2 separate regions of the Mus musculus genome follow, and region 2 is linked to region 1. Evidence: chromatin contacts called from public Micro-C data. All regions are on one chromosome and are shown on one strand. Each heading gives the region's core, a stretch centred on a gene start, on an enhancer-like site or on the middle of the called end of the contact. The rest is flanking DNA. Distances are from core to core; before and after follow the strand shown. Region 1 overlaps Gramd4 (GRAM domain containing 4). Region 2 overlaps Cerk (ceramide kinase).

Region 1 (3,330 bases), core at 289-2,788:
GCTTCTCCCAGACTCTGCCTGTCAGTGGGTGTTGTGGACAGAGACCACTTGCCGAGCCATCCTGGGCTGTGTCCTTCTTGACAGTACATTTACTGTGACATTTATATAAGGAGCCACCCACCAGCCTCAACTCTGACCTTCGGGTCCTTGCTAGGTTAGTGAGGCGGACTAGAGGTCCCGATGTCCTACTAACTTAGAAATGAATCAAGGCTGTTTCTGACTGTGACCAGAAAGGAGATGGGCACTCTCGCTGGCTCTGTGACATGTGGTGTTCTGGGTCTCCTCTGACCTTCTCTTTAAAGTGAGACTCTCTTGACCCGGCTCCTCTTCCAGATTATGCCTAGATATAGCTCCCTGTAGGACCTGCTTCGGTCCTCCAAGACCTAGTGGCAGGTCAGAGGTCACGGGCAGGCTGTCCACTGGTTGCCTGGTGTCTATCCGGGAGGCCTCCGAGTCTGCCTTCCGCCCCTACCGCCTCCCACTACCGCCTCCCACTCCTTCCTGCTTCGTCCCCACCTCCATCTTGGTTCCCTCACAGCCTTCGGGGGCTGAAGACATTCCAGGCTGTGTTTATGTGGGTTGTGTCGATGGCTGCCTCTCGTACCAGAAGTTAAAGCAAAAAGACTTTAAAGATATTTATTAACTTACTGAATAATGTCCATGACAACCCCACTCCACGTCAGCCAGCACCCACAGCACATGCTCACTTAGAAAAATTACGAGAAGGAGGACGGAGAAGAGGGGCACCTGCATCGCTGTAGCTCTCCACAGGGTCCGCTGTGACGGGACAGCCCAAGGATGGCCAGGTGTGCTTCCGTAGGTGCTTTGAGCAGAGGTTTGTGGACACCTCAGCCCCGACTGCTGATTCCATTCTCTTGTACGTGGATTCAGAGGTCAGCTCGCTGGGTCACTGGGTCTTTTCAATCTTAGAGGGACTGTCTTCCTGCTGTTCTCCATGATCCCCTGTGGTTGTGTCTGTGCACATGCACATGCACACACACACACACACACACACACACACACGAATGCACACACACTGCCACCACCACCAGCAGCACAACTGCCTGGAAACAGGCCCCTCAGTTCCTCCACTCACCCTGCCTCATTCCCGGGCTCACATCCTGGCAGGGGCCCCAGAAGAGGACTAGAGCAGCAAGACCAGATTCCATCTTCTACCATGTGATGGCCGTATCTTTCCTCCCTGATTCCTGTTTCTTCATCTCTTAAGAAAGGAAGGCCTCTGTAGTCAGCGTAGAAAGTTCCAGGGTTTTTTTCTTAGTGTGTGTCACGCCTAGAGACAGAGATGAGGAGCCTGGAACCCAGCTGCTGTCCATGGGCTTCACTGAGGTGTGGCCTGGGAAGTGCCAAGCAGGTCGCTTATCCTCAGGGGAGCATGGCTGGCATCGTTGAAGGCTGGAGGGGCTAATTACCTGTGGCCAGTTCCTGCTACCTCTGCTGCCCCATGCAATTGGGCAGAGCCTCCCAGATGAACCCAGAGCTGCCTGCTGGTTTCCATCTCCACGACCTGTGCTCATTTCCTGAGTCTTGACCACCGCCTTGTCACCTCTCTGAGTCACAGGTCACTTGGCACCCCATACTGTGCTTGAAATGAGATGATTCTTAATAAGATTTCCCTGCCATTTCCTCTCTGTTTTTTTCTGTTGAGAGGACACTGGCCACACTGCCTTCCCTGCATATCCACCAGCTGACTTTTTTTTTTAACCTCAGTGGAGTTGTCGTCCTGGGCTGTCACTGTCTGTCCCTCAGGCTAGGGACACTCTTCTCCCTCCTGAGTCTAGCATTCACAGCTCCAGCAATATCACCCTCTACTTGTCTGGACCTCAGCCCCAAAATCAAGTGTACCTAAAACTCATGTCTACAATCCTGGCACTCTGGAGGCTGCTGCAGGAGAATGGCTGCTAGTTTGGAGCTAACCTGGGTACATAGTGAATTACAAGCCAGCCTTGGCTCCAGCATGAGATCTTGTCTCAAACAAGGATGATTAAAAAAAAAAAAAAAAAAAAAGCAGCATGCCTGGCACATAGTAGGTGCACCCAGAACACCTAGTAGGATCTTTAATGTCCCCAAGCAGTGGCACACTCACACACTTTATCTTTACTGACTGGCTGGAGCCTCCCTTGAAGTCCTCTCAGACTGTAGCACTCCCAGGAACACTTGTCTTCCTACCACTTTGCCTGTGGGCTACCCTGAAGACTGTGCCTTAAGACAGCTCTGATTGCAGCATGCGGCTTTCAGATTACCTGTGTTGTAGGCTTCAGTTGTACCCAGAGGGCTTTGCAACTTGCTTTAAAATTTTTCTCCTGTCCATGGGACTTGAGAGTTTTTTGGTTTGGTTTAGTTTAGTTTTTGTTATTATTGTTTTGAGACAGGGTTTCTTTGTGTAAACCCCGACTGTCCCGCAACTCACTCTGTAGCAGAGGCTGGCCTCGAACTCAGAGATTCACATCCCTCTGCCTCCTGAGCGCTAGGATTAAAGGCGTGAGCCACCGCCCACCTGGCTGAGACTGAGTTTTAAAGCAGTGGCTACAAGTGAGGGGTGCCCAGGGGTTGAGGGCTGCCAGGCTGGCAGGAACCATCTCCCTGGTGAGTACTGGTTTAGATATAAAATATTTGATAGCAGTGCTGTGCTGGCAATGCCGGTCGGAACATATTCAGGGCTTGCCCGATCAGCGTGAGAGTCTCAGGCATGGCCTCTGATATCAGCTGAGCCAAGCTAAGAAAACTGGAAGTGACTGGAAGGAAGGAACCTGGTTTGGTAGCTCATGGGCTCTTCAGCTGGGAAGCTGTTTAAAGCCAGAGTCAGGGTTAATTAGGGACTCCCACCTGGCTTGTCCCTCACCCTCACCCAGTGCTAGCTTTTGTGTTTGGTTGTATATGAAGAGACACGGACAAACGTCTATCCATCCCCGATAGTGCCCGGATAGTAAACCAGAGAAATGATTGCACACAGGTCTAGCGTAGCGTAGCGAACCAGTGAATCTACTGGGGGGGGGGGGTCCTTACAGAAGGCTCAAAGCCATCTACATCACTGAAAAGCCCACCTCAGCCATGGTGATGACTCAGAACAAAAGCTACCGCGCTGGGAGCTCCCTGCGCGGCACAGACAGCTCGGCCAGCTGGAAAAGTCTCCACTCCTCCGAAAGGGTTGCTTTTCTGGGCCTCGCGTGTGAAGCCTTTTGACTTTTGACCTCTGTGAGTAAGTTTGAGTAGCTTCAGGGACCTCCCTCCACCCTGTAGGAGGGAGTGCTTCAGATTCATCACATACCCGGGGAGTTCCATGCTGTGAAGCCACTGGGTCCAGTTTCCCTG
Region 2 (3,346 bases), core at 470-2,969, 90 kb after region 1:
CTAGGACCACTGAGGGCAGACTTCAAGCATTTCCCAGTGCCTCTTATTCATAACTGTGACTGTCCCTAAGAATCAGGTGACAGAAGTCACAGCTGCTAAGCACAGTCGTGGAGTGAGATAAGCATCTGATGTTCAGAAGACTAAGAGGCAACCGTGTTACATCACAAAATAACTAAAGTGTGCTAGTGACGGTTGGACAACTCTCTTAAAAGTGTGCCCACGAATCATGCTTCATCTTACATATTCAGAGGGAGTCTCAGACCAAGAAAGGAGAGAACAGTGTCCTAATGTCCCTGATGTCACATGCTCTGCTGGCCAGACCCCAAAGGCCATGCTGCACCAGGGACCCCACACAGCCACGCAGCCCACAGTACATTCCACAGCTGCCGTTGCACACAAGCCACACCACGGCTCATGTGACACTGGCATTGTCCCTTGGTGGGAACAAAAGCTCTAAAACCAGCACTGTTTAGATCCCCACAAGCATAACCGGATGGGTGAATTGGGAGGCGGAAAAACATTGAACTAGGGTAAGTCACATGAGCTGTCAGGAGGGACTCAGGCCTGGCGTGGGGGGGGGGAGGGGCTGGGGAGATCTTGTGATTGAGCTAGTGGTTCCGGAGAGAACAACAGTAGGAAGAGGGTAGGCCAAGAAGCAGTGAGGGACAAGGAGTCAGGGATGCAAGGAGAGAGGGGCTCTATGATGGGAATGTCATGTAGGGTGTAGGAGATTGTAGCATCTCCCTGCTAGGGACTGGGCGGGGCTAAGGGAAGGGAAGGAATGAGGATCTGTGGACAAAGAAGAACGGCTCGATAAAAATGACCTATCAGAAACCTGAGCTATCATCAGTGGCGCTGTGCTTCCAACAGGCCCCCCATCCCTGCACAGCACCTCTACATCTTCTACACCCCCACCTCTACATCCAATGCCTTGTGCCAGGAAACTGAGACTGTCAGTCACAGGGGTCAGTGGCGAGAACTGTGTGACTCAGAGGTATTGAAGGAGCTGGCATCTGGACCTCTTGGGGTGGAATGCCCCTCAAACAAGTTCTCTGATATGCAGTCTAGACCGTACGGGGAGATGCCCACACACCAGGATGGCCACATGGACACTTGATGACATCAACCACAGCAACTGAGAACAGGAGGGGGACCCTGGCAAACAGCTGGCCAGGCAGGAATTCTGGGCCCTTTCTTTTCCTATAGAATGCTATATTTCTCTGGTACACGTCCTCATACACTACCAGCAAGGTTAGAAGGTTCACAGAGACCCGGGATGAGAAGTGCAGTTTTTCCCAGACCAGGCAGGCCCCGAGCCTGTGTGATGAGGACACTGGCAACAGGCTGCCCTTCAGGGAACTTTCTGCTTTGAAGGGAAAGAAATAAGAAAGCCAGGGCTAGGCATAGCTCATCTGGTCCAAGAACGGTATGCTGTCTTGCTGTGCCCTGTGCTGTCTAGGCTGCAGCTGGGATGTGCCAAGAGCAGCCAACTTTCTCATGCTTCTACACTCAGCTTGCCAGGCAGCCTCGGCCATGAGTGGTGGATGTTACCCTAGGCTCTTGTAGATCCTGTTCCTGATCACAGAAAAGCAGTGGCTGACAGTCATTAGGCACGTCCCCTTCCCTTTAATAAAATAATGGCTGGCTATGACTCAGAGTCAAATGTCCTGGATCGCTACAAAGGATATTAACTTCCTTTTCCAGGACCTCACAGTCAGACTGCGGGTCAGCCTTAGGGCAGGAGCAGTGAGTGTCCAAGACACAAAAGATGACAGATGCTGTGGCCCACAGCCCAAAAGGACCAAGCCCACACCCGCATTGTGCAGTCTCTACCTGTCCCCTCACAGGGACCACAGTACCATTCACTGTGCCAGTCACACACCTGATGTGGGGACACAGAGTGCTGCTCCTGGTGCCCCCACCATTCTGAGAGGTGGCCCTGTTTATGGTGTTGCTGTCCTGAGTACACCAAAGTGGGGCCCCAACCTGTTGTGGGTACAGAGGCCAGTTCACTCTAACCTCCAGTGCCCCCAACACTGTGTAGGACGAGGTAAGCACTCATAGGTGTCCTTGCCCACTCCATTTGGGACTCTGGATGCGTCCCCATCAGCCTGTTGCACAAGGACCTAGCCAATCGTGGGTCCAACCCTGGACTCCTTACTACCAGCAAACTAGTCATCTCCTCAGGCCCCGAGAAGACAGTCTTCTTCACTCGGCTTGTGATTTGTTTTGCAATCCATGCCATTGCTTTGCTGGGCTGACGAGAAGCTAGAATGATGATGGTTTTTCAAATCATTCTACATACTTGTCCAGAGGGCCTAGTTGGAGGAGTGAGGTCCACCTCGAAGTGCCACCTTCTTGCCGGTGGCACGAGCACTGAGAAGTCACTCTCTCCTTCAAGCCAGAGCGAGTTTCTGCCCCCCCCCAGAGAAATCTACCCTTTTCCTTCAGAATCCAGAGGTTAGAGTAACCCCTGCCCCCTCCTACCTTCCTGGTACAGGCCAAGTGAACTTTGGTAGTGCCTCCCAGGGACCCCTTCCAGACACCCTTGCCTCATGAGTCACCCCACCTCCACCCCCATCATTCCAGCTTCTCGTCAGCCCAGCAAAGCAATGGCATGGATTGCAAAACAAATCACAAGCCGAGTGAGGAAGACTGTCTTCTCGGGGCCTGAGGAGATGACTAGTAGGTAAAATGCTTGCTGAACAAGCATAGGGGCTCAGGTTCGATCCCCAGCACCTACTTGGAAAGTCAGTTACAGTTCGTGTGGGGCTTGTTTGTGATCCAGGGGTTTGGGGGTGGGTGGGTAGAGACAGGACACCCCAGAGGTTCATTGGCCAGACATTCTAGTCCCAGGTCTGAAAAAGAGAGCCTGCCTCAAAAAGCAAATTGAGGTTGGGGAGGGGAAGTTAAGTGTGGGAGAAGGGGCTGGAGAGATGGCTCAGTGATTAAGAGCTCTGGGTCTAATTTCCAGCAACCACATGGCAGCTCATGGCTATCTGTAACTCCAGTTCCAGGAGATCTGACTCCCTTTCCTGGCCTGTGCAGGCACCAGGAACACATGGTACATATCCATACATGCCGTCAAAACACTCAGGAGCATAGGATAAAATAAATATAAAAAATTTTTAATGAAAATAAAGTCGGAGAGTGACCGAGGAAGATGCTTGATGTTAACCTCTGACCTCTACACGTGCACATGTGCTTTCGCACACATGCATTGCTCGCATGCACACAGGCATACACTCGCACCTGCACTTCCACGCACGCCTGCTCAGAGCCTTTGTTTTCAAAAACACTACTCCAGTTACAAAGAATAGCAAACGGCTACGAGATCTGGTCTCTG

The links. A called contact is a pair of places that touch in the nucleus more often than the background predicts.
Region 2: a contact with region 1 is called in a Micro-C map of the HL-1 cell line, with 2.4 times the contacts expected there. The contact joins two enhancer-like sites. A contact is called at or near these places in 2 of 484 Hi-C or Micro-C datasets (the HL-1 cell line and spermatogonial stem cells), 1 of 115 datasets of contacts at active chromatin or transcription factors (pancreatic cancer cells) and 3 of 9 other capture datasets (adipose tissue, liver and pancreatic islet).

The regions. Positions count from the first base shown.
Region 1 is chr15:86,078,548-86,081,877 of GRCm38.p6, forward strand. All of the region lies in intron 1 of Gramd4 (GRAM domain containing 4), which reads left to right. Among named protein-coding and RNA genes, the nearest start is that of Gm15722, 11 kb to the right of the region's middle. Within about 2 kb of position 1,539, at least 67 of the 459 cell types and tissues checked have an H3K27ac peak or open chromatin away from gene starts, as enhancers often do. A contact at or near this core is called in the HL-1 cell line, adipose tissue and pancreatic cancer cells, where this site is marked.
Region 2 is chr15:86,168,237-86,171,582 of GRCm38.p6, forward strand. The region is part of intron 1 of Cerk (ceramide kinase); the gene reads right to left. Among named protein-coding and RNA genes, the nearest start is that of Gm15569, 16 kb to the right of the region's middle. Within about 2 kb of position 1,720, at least 151 of the 459 cell types and tissues checked have an H3K27ac peak or open chromatin away from gene starts, as enhancers often do. A contact at or near this core is called in the HL-1 cell line, adipose tissue and pancreatic cancer cells, where this site is marked.